Linked DNA regions of Sus scrofa: regions 1 and 3 are each linked to region 2. A link is a contact called in public Hi-C data. All regions are on one chromosome and are shown on one strand. The core of a region is the stretch at or near the end of the contact, and the rest is flanking DNA. Distances in the headings are between cores, read along the strand shown. Region 1 has its middle 70 kb from the start of AKR1E2. Region 2 has its middle 82 kb from the start of KLF6. Region 3 overlaps LOC102159132 (a long non-coding RNA gene).

The links. A called contact is a pair of places that touch in the nucleus more often than the background predicts.
Region 1: a contact with region 2 is called in a Hi-C map of liver, with 2.4 times the contacts expected there. The contact joins two enhancer-like sites. A contact is called at or near these places in 4 of 47 Hi-C or Micro-C datasets (liver and skeletal muscle).
Region 3: a Hi-C map of retroperitoneal adipose tissue shows a contact between it and region 2, with 1.8 times the contacts expected there. The contact joins two enhancer-like sites. A contact is called at or near these places in 3 of 47 Hi-C or Micro-C datasets (fibroblasts, retroperitoneal adipose tissue and skeletal muscle).

What each region holds. Positions count from the first base shown.
Region 1 is chr10:65,761,871-65,764,570 of Sscrofa11.1, forward strand. No RefSeq gene overlaps it. Among named protein-coding and RNA genes, the nearest start is that of AKR1E2, 70 kb to the left of the region's middle. Within about 2 kb of position 1,256, at least 24 of the 83 cell types and tissues checked have an H3K27ac peak or open chromatin away from gene starts, as enhancers often do. A contact at or near this core is called in liver, where this site is marked.
Region 2 is chr10:66,405,029-66,407,728 of Sscrofa11.1, forward strand. No RefSeq gene overlaps it. Among named protein-coding and RNA genes, the nearest start is that of KLF6, 82 kb to the right of the region's middle. Within about 2 kb of position 1,408, at least 28 of the 83 cell types and tissues checked have an H3K27ac peak or open chromatin away from gene starts, as enhancers often do. A contact at or near this core is called in liver and retroperitoneal adipose tissue, where this site is marked.
Region 3 is chr10:66,973,351-66,976,050 of Sscrofa11.1, forward strand. The region is part of intron 3 of LOC102159132 (a long non-coding RNA gene); the gene reads left to right. Among named protein-coding and RNA genes, the nearest start is that of PITRM1, 22 kb to the right of the region's middle. Within about 2 kb of position 1,366, at least 2 of the 83 cell types and tissues checked have an H3K27ac peak or open chromatin away from gene starts, as enhancers often do. A contact at or near this core is called in retroperitoneal adipose tissue, where this site is marked.

The sequences.
Region 1 (2,700 bases), core at 6-2,505, 640 kb before region 2:
TGTGGAAAAAATAAAATCATTATAAAAAAATAAATAAAATTAATAAAGTCTTTGGATACAGAAAAAAAAAAAAGACTTACTGAATTTTTTTTTTCCAAATTTCTATGACCTAATGCGTCCAGTCTCAAGGGTGAGACATACCTGTCCTCACAACCTACCGAGTTTATGCAAACACACACCTTCTCAGGAGTGAAACTCACTGGGACATGCTCTTTGAAAATTTAAATGATGTTTATATTTTTGTTAAATAGCTCAGAAAAAAGAAATGTATCTGGATATCTACCCTAAGTATAAAAGTAATATTTTGAGCTGAAACCTCTATTTTCAAATTGCTAACACTACGGGTGCTCTTAAATAAAAAATAGAAATATATTTTAAAGTCAACGAAATATGTTAACTTTAGACGATTAAGAAACACCAGGAGTTTTTCATAAAGGGGGATCCTTATACATTTAGCAATTATTTCTTACCTTTATATCCATTGCCTGTGTTTGAACTCAACAGCTTTTAGGTTGGATTGAAATACATGGTTAAATTCAGTGACAGCCATGTTAGGCATTTATCTAAATTACTACCTTATAGTTTTTTTTATCTTTAAATCTTTCTCCAATGATTGAGGAGTTTAATTTCTTAATATATTAAGAAAAATAAAATGTATATATTTCACATAGTATATACAACTAATATGAATTTGAAATGGTAAAATTAAATTGAAAATCCAGAGAAGATTTTCCACACATGAAAATGTAAAACTTTGGAAAATTATTTAAAAAGTAACATAATTTAGTGAAAAATCAATACCTAATAAAAATTAATGCTTCCGATTGTTACTTATAAAGTGTAAAATATTGCTCTTGCAATCAGCCGCACTCAGAATAGTGGCTAAATTTAACGTCTCTCAAAGTCAGCTTTGGATAACGTGGACTTGGGTGTTTGAACTTGGCAGATAATGCAGTTGGAAAATAAATGAACTTTTTTACTTTCCTCATCCACAGAATGCTGAGACTATTTTAGGATATGGAAGTTACAAAAAAATGCTACATTGAAGCAAGATCTTTTGATAATACAGTGTATGGGGGGGCTTTTTATTCTCTCAAGTCCAGGTAGTTATATATTTGGAAATATTACATGTGCTGTTCACATGGCTTGTTTACTTTTGTGAGTCACTTTTACAGCGAAATAGGTCTAAAGGGCCACAGTTTGATCTGATATCAGAATGAGTCATCACGGAAACTATGTAGTCAAAGCAAACAGTGAAAAAACACACAAACCCAGGGAGCAGAGAGAAATAATGACCTATCACTGAGGTTAGACTCTGCACTTTAAACTTATGCTAGAAATTATTCTAGGGCAAAGACGACCAGGCAGAGCCATTCTCTTTTAAACACAGGTCTTTGTGGAGGCTAAGGGCAGTAACTGTCACGTGATTTACAGACAATGCTCAGCAATGTGGGCGTTTTTATTTCTCTTTCCAGGGTCTGAATGTTGTTACCTATTTGGATAAAATATCATTTCAGGCTTTGGTCTCTTTTTCAAAATATTCTAGATACACTCATTGTTAATTTCAATCTGAGACTCAAAAACTTATCACGTAAACCCCCAAGACCATTGTATTCTTATTGGTTAATTCTCTCACATTACTTCAAAAAGAGACGCTTTGATCTGAATTCTCTATAAGCCTGAATTAGAACTGACTTCTATTAAAAAAAACAACAACAACGAAACAAAACACTGTTCTTGGTCAATAGAGTTCATAATGTGATTTCCCATGTGTATTTTATTTAATAAGAGGAAGATTCAAGCACCAATGGATGAATGGACTTGAGAAGAAAATGATAAAACAAAATATAGGATGTATGGTACAAAAAGAAGAATTTTTTCATGTGTCAAAGAAAATACATATTTGGAGAAATGTTTTTGATCCTATAAAGATGTTTTAAAAACAGGCACCAAGAAGATGGAATGAACCAGAGAAAATATTTGTGGGCCAGTATTCAAAAACAAGCCTTTACATAAACCTGAAAAAACCCTCACATGATATAAAATCAGTTTACTACCATATGTGTGCCCTTTCTAAACATGTGGCTATATTTCAAAAGGCTTACCCAAGAAATGCAAAAAACTCTACCTTAAACGACCTAACAGAAGATATGTAAAAACATGGATGGGCACATGAAAATCTTCAATGTTTAAGAATATTTTAAAAAAGAGTGATGTGACTTTTACCAGTAAATGTTAAAGCACGCTTAACCTCTCATAATTACAGTAATTCATGCCTGTATATCTGGTAAGAGAACATTAGACATTATAACATTAGGTGGAGAACTCAAACCATTGATAAGAATTTGATACATGATGATATTGCATTACAGATCCAGGGGAAGGGCTCACCTCATGCCCCACACTCCAGACCGTGCAGGTGCACTAGACAAAGGTACGAAGAACAAACAAACAGATGGAGAAGAAGGGAGAGGAACAGGAGGGCATTTAAGGAGGAAAGATAACGGGGTTAGAGGCAAGTGCATGAAGATACGTTATGGGGTTAGTCAGCTTAAAAGTGAAAGGCGAAACTTACTAACAAAACTATTTCAGGTTGGCCTGTATAAAATATAAACTTTTCTGCACATGAAAAACCTAATGATCAAGCCAAAAGGCAAACAGTAGAAAACAAACACAGGTGTGCAAACGAGCACACATCCC
Region 2 (2,700 bases), core at 158-2,657:
CTCCCTATCGTGTTGCTCCAATTCGCTCCTTACTGAAGTCACGTGTATCCACAGAGGTCAATGTGCCAGGTGCGAGACTAAGCACAGAGGCTGCAAAGCTGGTGGGTTGTGACCTTGCCCGCAGGGAGCCCCCTGGCACCCACCCTCAAGCCCTCTGACTGGGTAGAAGTAGCCGATAACTTTATCAGGTCCTCGACGACTGGTCCTGAGGTCAAGGATGGTGATTTGACCTCCTTGGTGACTATAGCCAATGGTTATTCTTCACGCATTTTTTTCTCAGCCACGCCCACAGCATAGGGAAGGCCAGGGATTGAATCTGAGCCACAGCCACAACCTAAGCCAAAGCTGCAGAAACGCTGGATCCTTAAACTCACTGCACAGGGCCAAGGATCAAACCCATACCTCAGCAGTGACCTGCACTGCTGCAGTCAGATTCTTCATCTGCTGCGCCACAGCAGGAACTCCTTACCAAGCATATTTGACTAATAAATGATTAGCAGCCTCAGGAGCAAAAAGGAGCAGGGCAGGGGAGTCTGGGGAGACCGGTTTGTGTCCGGGGGCAGACTTAGGCTGGGAGGTCATCCAGCCTTGGGAATGCCCTGACTATAACTGACCCCAAGGCTCAATTTTGCCAGGAAATTCTCCTTCGAGGGAAAGGTGGACTTGTTCTAATTTACCACGTTCCTCGCCTACCTTGAATTCACAGGCGTCTCCGGGAATGTCTAGAAATGTGAGATGATGGCTTAAATAAAGTGGGCAACCCAGCAAACCGCTTTGAGCATGTGTGGTAAGGGTCTGGAAATGAGGCCACTCAGCCTGCAACAGAAGGTGTTTCACGGTCTGGGTGGCTCTGCCCCCAGGGTGCAGTAAGGCTTCATGGAATGTACTGACAAGCAGAGGGAGACCCCCCCCCGCCCCACCCCGTGGATCATTGCCCATTAACTCCTGAAGCCCAGTCCCCTTATCCCCTCGTTCTGTGGCTCAAGGAGGAGCGTCTGTCGTGCCTCCTGATTCCTTGTCTGTTGTGGGTCTTGTCATTAAATGGAGCGAGCAGCTTTAATCACATGCTCTCTGTCTCCTGTTTCAAACCCTGCACAGTATCTGTGGCCTGGAGTTCCCTGTGACGTCGGTAATAAGTGACTCATTTATCTCTGCTGCTGGCTGCCAATCTGAAAGTAGGGGTTTGAAAGAAAGGACCTGAGCCATCTTTCCCTTCCTGCCTTCGATTCGTAATAGGAAAAGCCAGAGGGAGGGCGAGGGAAAAGCCTCTGCAGCTTGAGTGTGGAGAGAAGGCCTGGGGACAGTTAGAAAACGCCTCCTTTCAGGTCAGACCAGTATCTCCGTCCTTGTCGTCAGGGGTCCTCGTGGCTGACGTGGACTCTGGTGAAACACCCCCCAGCAAGCGAGGTCGGGTCACCAAGTTCAGTCCCACCTAGAAGCTCACCAAACATTACCTCATCGCTAAAGAACGCCCTCTAAGCGGGCAGACCTTGAGGTCGGATCTTTTTGCCAGGTCTCCGGAATTTTCCTGCTTTCAAAACCGTCACAAAAGTGACCCCTCCGTCTCCAGAGGAAAGCAGCTTGAGGCAGCATCTTCCTGATCAATAAGAAAAAGGAATCTCAGCTCATTGAAATTTCTTCAAAGGGAGAGAAACTATCAATTTCGAAAAATACCAGTACTGAGTTATGGGGAGATATGAAAGAGAGAAAAATCAGCAAGCATTTCAGGAAAAAAAAAAAAAAGCCTCAGAAGACATTTCCTGAGACTTGATATTTGAGACTCAAAGATTTCAAAAACAAACTTAAGGTTCCCGAAGGGGAAGTGTCAGCGAGGGATCCGTTAGGAGGTTGGGACGACAGACACACGTTACTGTGTGTAAATAGATGAGTGACAGGGACGGGCTGTAGAGCAGCCTCCTCAGAGCCGTGCGATAACCCAACGGGAAAAGAATCTGAAAAGGGTGAATATTTGTATATGGAAACCTGATGTACTTCGCTGCACACCTGAAACTAACACCCCTCTATAGGTTAAGTGGTTAAGTACACACCAAGACAATTTAAAAAAAAAAAAAAAAAAAAAGAGTTGATGTTTAAAAGACTGAAAACAGTGGAGCCTCCACCTCTAGGATGGACTCCCTGGGCGGGGGTGGGCTCCCAGGTAAACCCAGAAGCACCAGGTTCTCCGACTCGCCCTTCTCTCTGGGCACCAGTAAAGCAGTGCTCGCACTTCCAGCTTACAAAGAAAACTTAATGCCAGAAAGGAAGCCTAATGTCAGTCTCTGCTCTTGCTGAGGAGGGTGACCGGCCCAAACGGGGCACCCAGAAGGATTTGTCCTGTGGGGACACGTGACGCTAGCGGGTGCTTGCCCTGACACAGGCAGGGTGGGCAGGTGGGCTCTAGGGAAGGGGCAGAAAGCAAGTGACAAGCCGTGTAGACCTTGTTTTCCAGCCGTGTGGGTACAGGGTGGACGCAGGAGGTGAAGATGGCAAGAGTCCGGGAGTAAGGATGGACTCTGAGCTGCGTTCCACCCCTGTGGGGGCGAGTTATCCCGACTCCCCATCATCGGCCCGGCTGGCCCCACGCAGAGACCTTCCAGCAAGTGAGACGTAAAGCTGATCAGGGCAGCAGGACCCAACCTCAGAGCAGGGCGTTTCCCTTTCAGAGAATCAGAGGCCAGTGTGGCTCTGAGTCTGTGTGGG
Region 3 (2,700 bases), core at 116-2,615, 570 kb after region 2:
CAAAGTCTGCCGCAGGGGAAGCCGTACCTGCCCCGACCCCAAGCCGGGGACGTGCTTTCTGTCTCGGGATAACGCAGGGGCTACGCCTTTTGGAAGAGCCCGGAGTGCGACGGTGCGTCGAGCGTAACCAGGTTTGACGAGGTCAGCCGCGTGAGGGTCACAGCATCGCGGCATCAGGACACAGGAGTGGCCCATGCAGGACCAGGCGTAGGAGGGCAGCGCAGACCGCGCAGCCAGGCCCCAGAGCAGCGAGCAGCGGACCGCCCCCCAGAGGCCCCCGCCACCCGCTTGTCTGGAAGGACTGCGCGGGGAGGCCCTTGGGCGCGAGCTGGGCTGCAGTGGAGCGTGAATCCGGGGCGGAGGGACTGAGACGCGAGAGGCGGGCGGATGAAGCCTCTCTACGCCCAGAGAAAGGGTGCGAGCTTGATCCCAGATGAAGCACGGGCCGTGGTTCGAGTGTCCTCTGCTGCGCGAGGTCATGAAGGATGCTCCGCGGGCCGCCCTGAGCGGGCGGGGCGTGGGGCTGCGGTGGAAGGAGAGGGGACAGGTGTTCCTGCGACGCTGGCCTGCGCCCCCGTGCGTCTGTCGCCACGACGTCCCTCTGCTCCCTCCGCGGCGCAGAGGAAAGCAAAGCAGGCCAGCGACAGCTGGGTCCCCTGCCATCACGGTAAGACCGTGTGCGACCTGCGTGACCCCATATGACCCAGGAGGTTTACAGACAGCGTCTGCCTCAGGCCCGGCTCCCGCAGCAGACGTGGGGTCCTGGTTGATCTGGATGCATCCAGGACTCCTGGCCGAGGGTCTCTTTCTTCTTCAGCAAGTTCTCAGTGTCCTCACTAATCTTTGGCTTTTCAGAGTTCCCACTGTGGCTCAGTGGGTTAGGAACCTGACTAGTATCCATGAGGACTTGGGTTCGACCCCTGGCCTCGCTCAGTGGGTGAAGGATCCAGCATTGCCGTGAGCTGTGGTGTAGGCCAGTGGCTGCAGCTCCAATTCAACCCCAGCCTGAGAACCTCCATATGCCGTGGGTGCAGCCCTAAAGAGAAAAAAAAAGTCTTTGGCTTTTCTTTCAAAGGAGTTCTAACATTCCCGCTTCCGTTTTTTCCTAACATTTCCCAGAGACGTGACGATGGCCGACGTGTAAGGAGCCGTCCTGGTCCGTCCTAGGGAGGACGGGGGGCCTCCTGTGTGGGCTCCCCCGAAGGGGAGAAGGTGTCCACCCTCTCCAGCCGTGGAAGGGCCCTGGCTCCTTGGAAGAGCTCCCCACGCCCTCTGCAGACGGCAGTGAGGTCTCCAGGCCAGTGGTGGCCCTGACCCGGCCCTCGTGGCCGTCCTGGGGGGGCGGCCGCCAGCGCAGCTCTTTCTCCTGGTCCCGCCGTGGCCGCGCGCCTGGCCTGCATTGCCGTCTTCTTTATCAGAAACAGCCTTCTTCCTCTTACCCTGTGCAATTCACACTTGAATTTCCTGGCTATTGTCTACACGCTGGTAGGTCCTTAGGGCACTGTTTTTTGTTTTTTTGTGGGTTTTTTTGTCTTTTGCCTTTTTTTTTTTTAGAGCTGCACCAGCAGTATATGGAGGTTCCTCGGCTAGGGGTCAAATTGGAGCTACAGCTGCCAGCCTACACCCCAGCCACAGCAACGCGGGATCCGAGCCGTGTCTGTGACCTACAACCACAGCTCATGGCAATGCTGGATCCTTAACCCACTGAGTGAGGCCAGGGATCAAACCTGCAACCTCATGGTTCCTAGTCAGATTTGTTTTCTGCTATGCCACGACAGGAACTCCTGGGTGTTTTGTTTTTGTTTTTTATAATAGAGAATGTGACTAAAGCTATTTGATCTCTTCTAAGAAAAATGTGGCTAGAGACAGGTGCAAAAAAAAATTGCAGCTAATTTTAGGTCAGAGTCCATTGAAGCTTGAATCATTCTTGAGATTAACAGGTTGAAACAAGGCGAGCAAATAAATTCCACACAACCAGGAGGAACGTTTTGCTGAGGAGTTTTGTTGGACTAACAGGTTACAGTAAACTGTTGCCTGGTTCTACCCCTAATTTACCCAGTTCCCAGTTTACCCAGGAGGTGTCGGGACCTCCCCACTGTCGGCAGCCGTGAGCAGTGTGGATCCAGTGTGGCGTGCTGAGGTGTGACCGTGGCTGCTGAGCCCGTGTGTTCTTTATTATATTACTACGCAGCATCTCCTGTGCATCAGGTGGGGTTGGCACCCTGCGGCAGTGCCTGCTGGATTTCCACCCACTGTCTGGTCCCATCTGATGACACGGGGCTTGCAGATGCCGCCGCCTGTGTGTTCCCTTTTCTGCTGCCACACCTCCTCATGACCACAGAGTTTTAGGTCTTCTTTTATGCCTCGAAATACTCTCAGGTGGGGAGACAAAAAGACCCTGGGGGCAAGCAGAACGGCTGGCTGGCTGGGGAAGTGAAGGGTTCCCACACTTTAATGGCTAAGAAAGAAACCGCTCGTAATATTCTAGCCCAATGCTTACCTGTCGGTTGGATCCTGACAGAGCTGAGGGCTTCGTGTGCTTTTAGGAAAAGTGTTGAAGCCTGTAGCGTCCGTGAATGATATATTTGTTTTTACCAAAACTCATCTTCCTAGGCTATTATCTTATACGTTGCTCCGTTTGGTTTCTTAATGTTCTTTCGTGTGAGCGGAAGGCTGCGGGGAGGCGTTCATCAGCAGAGA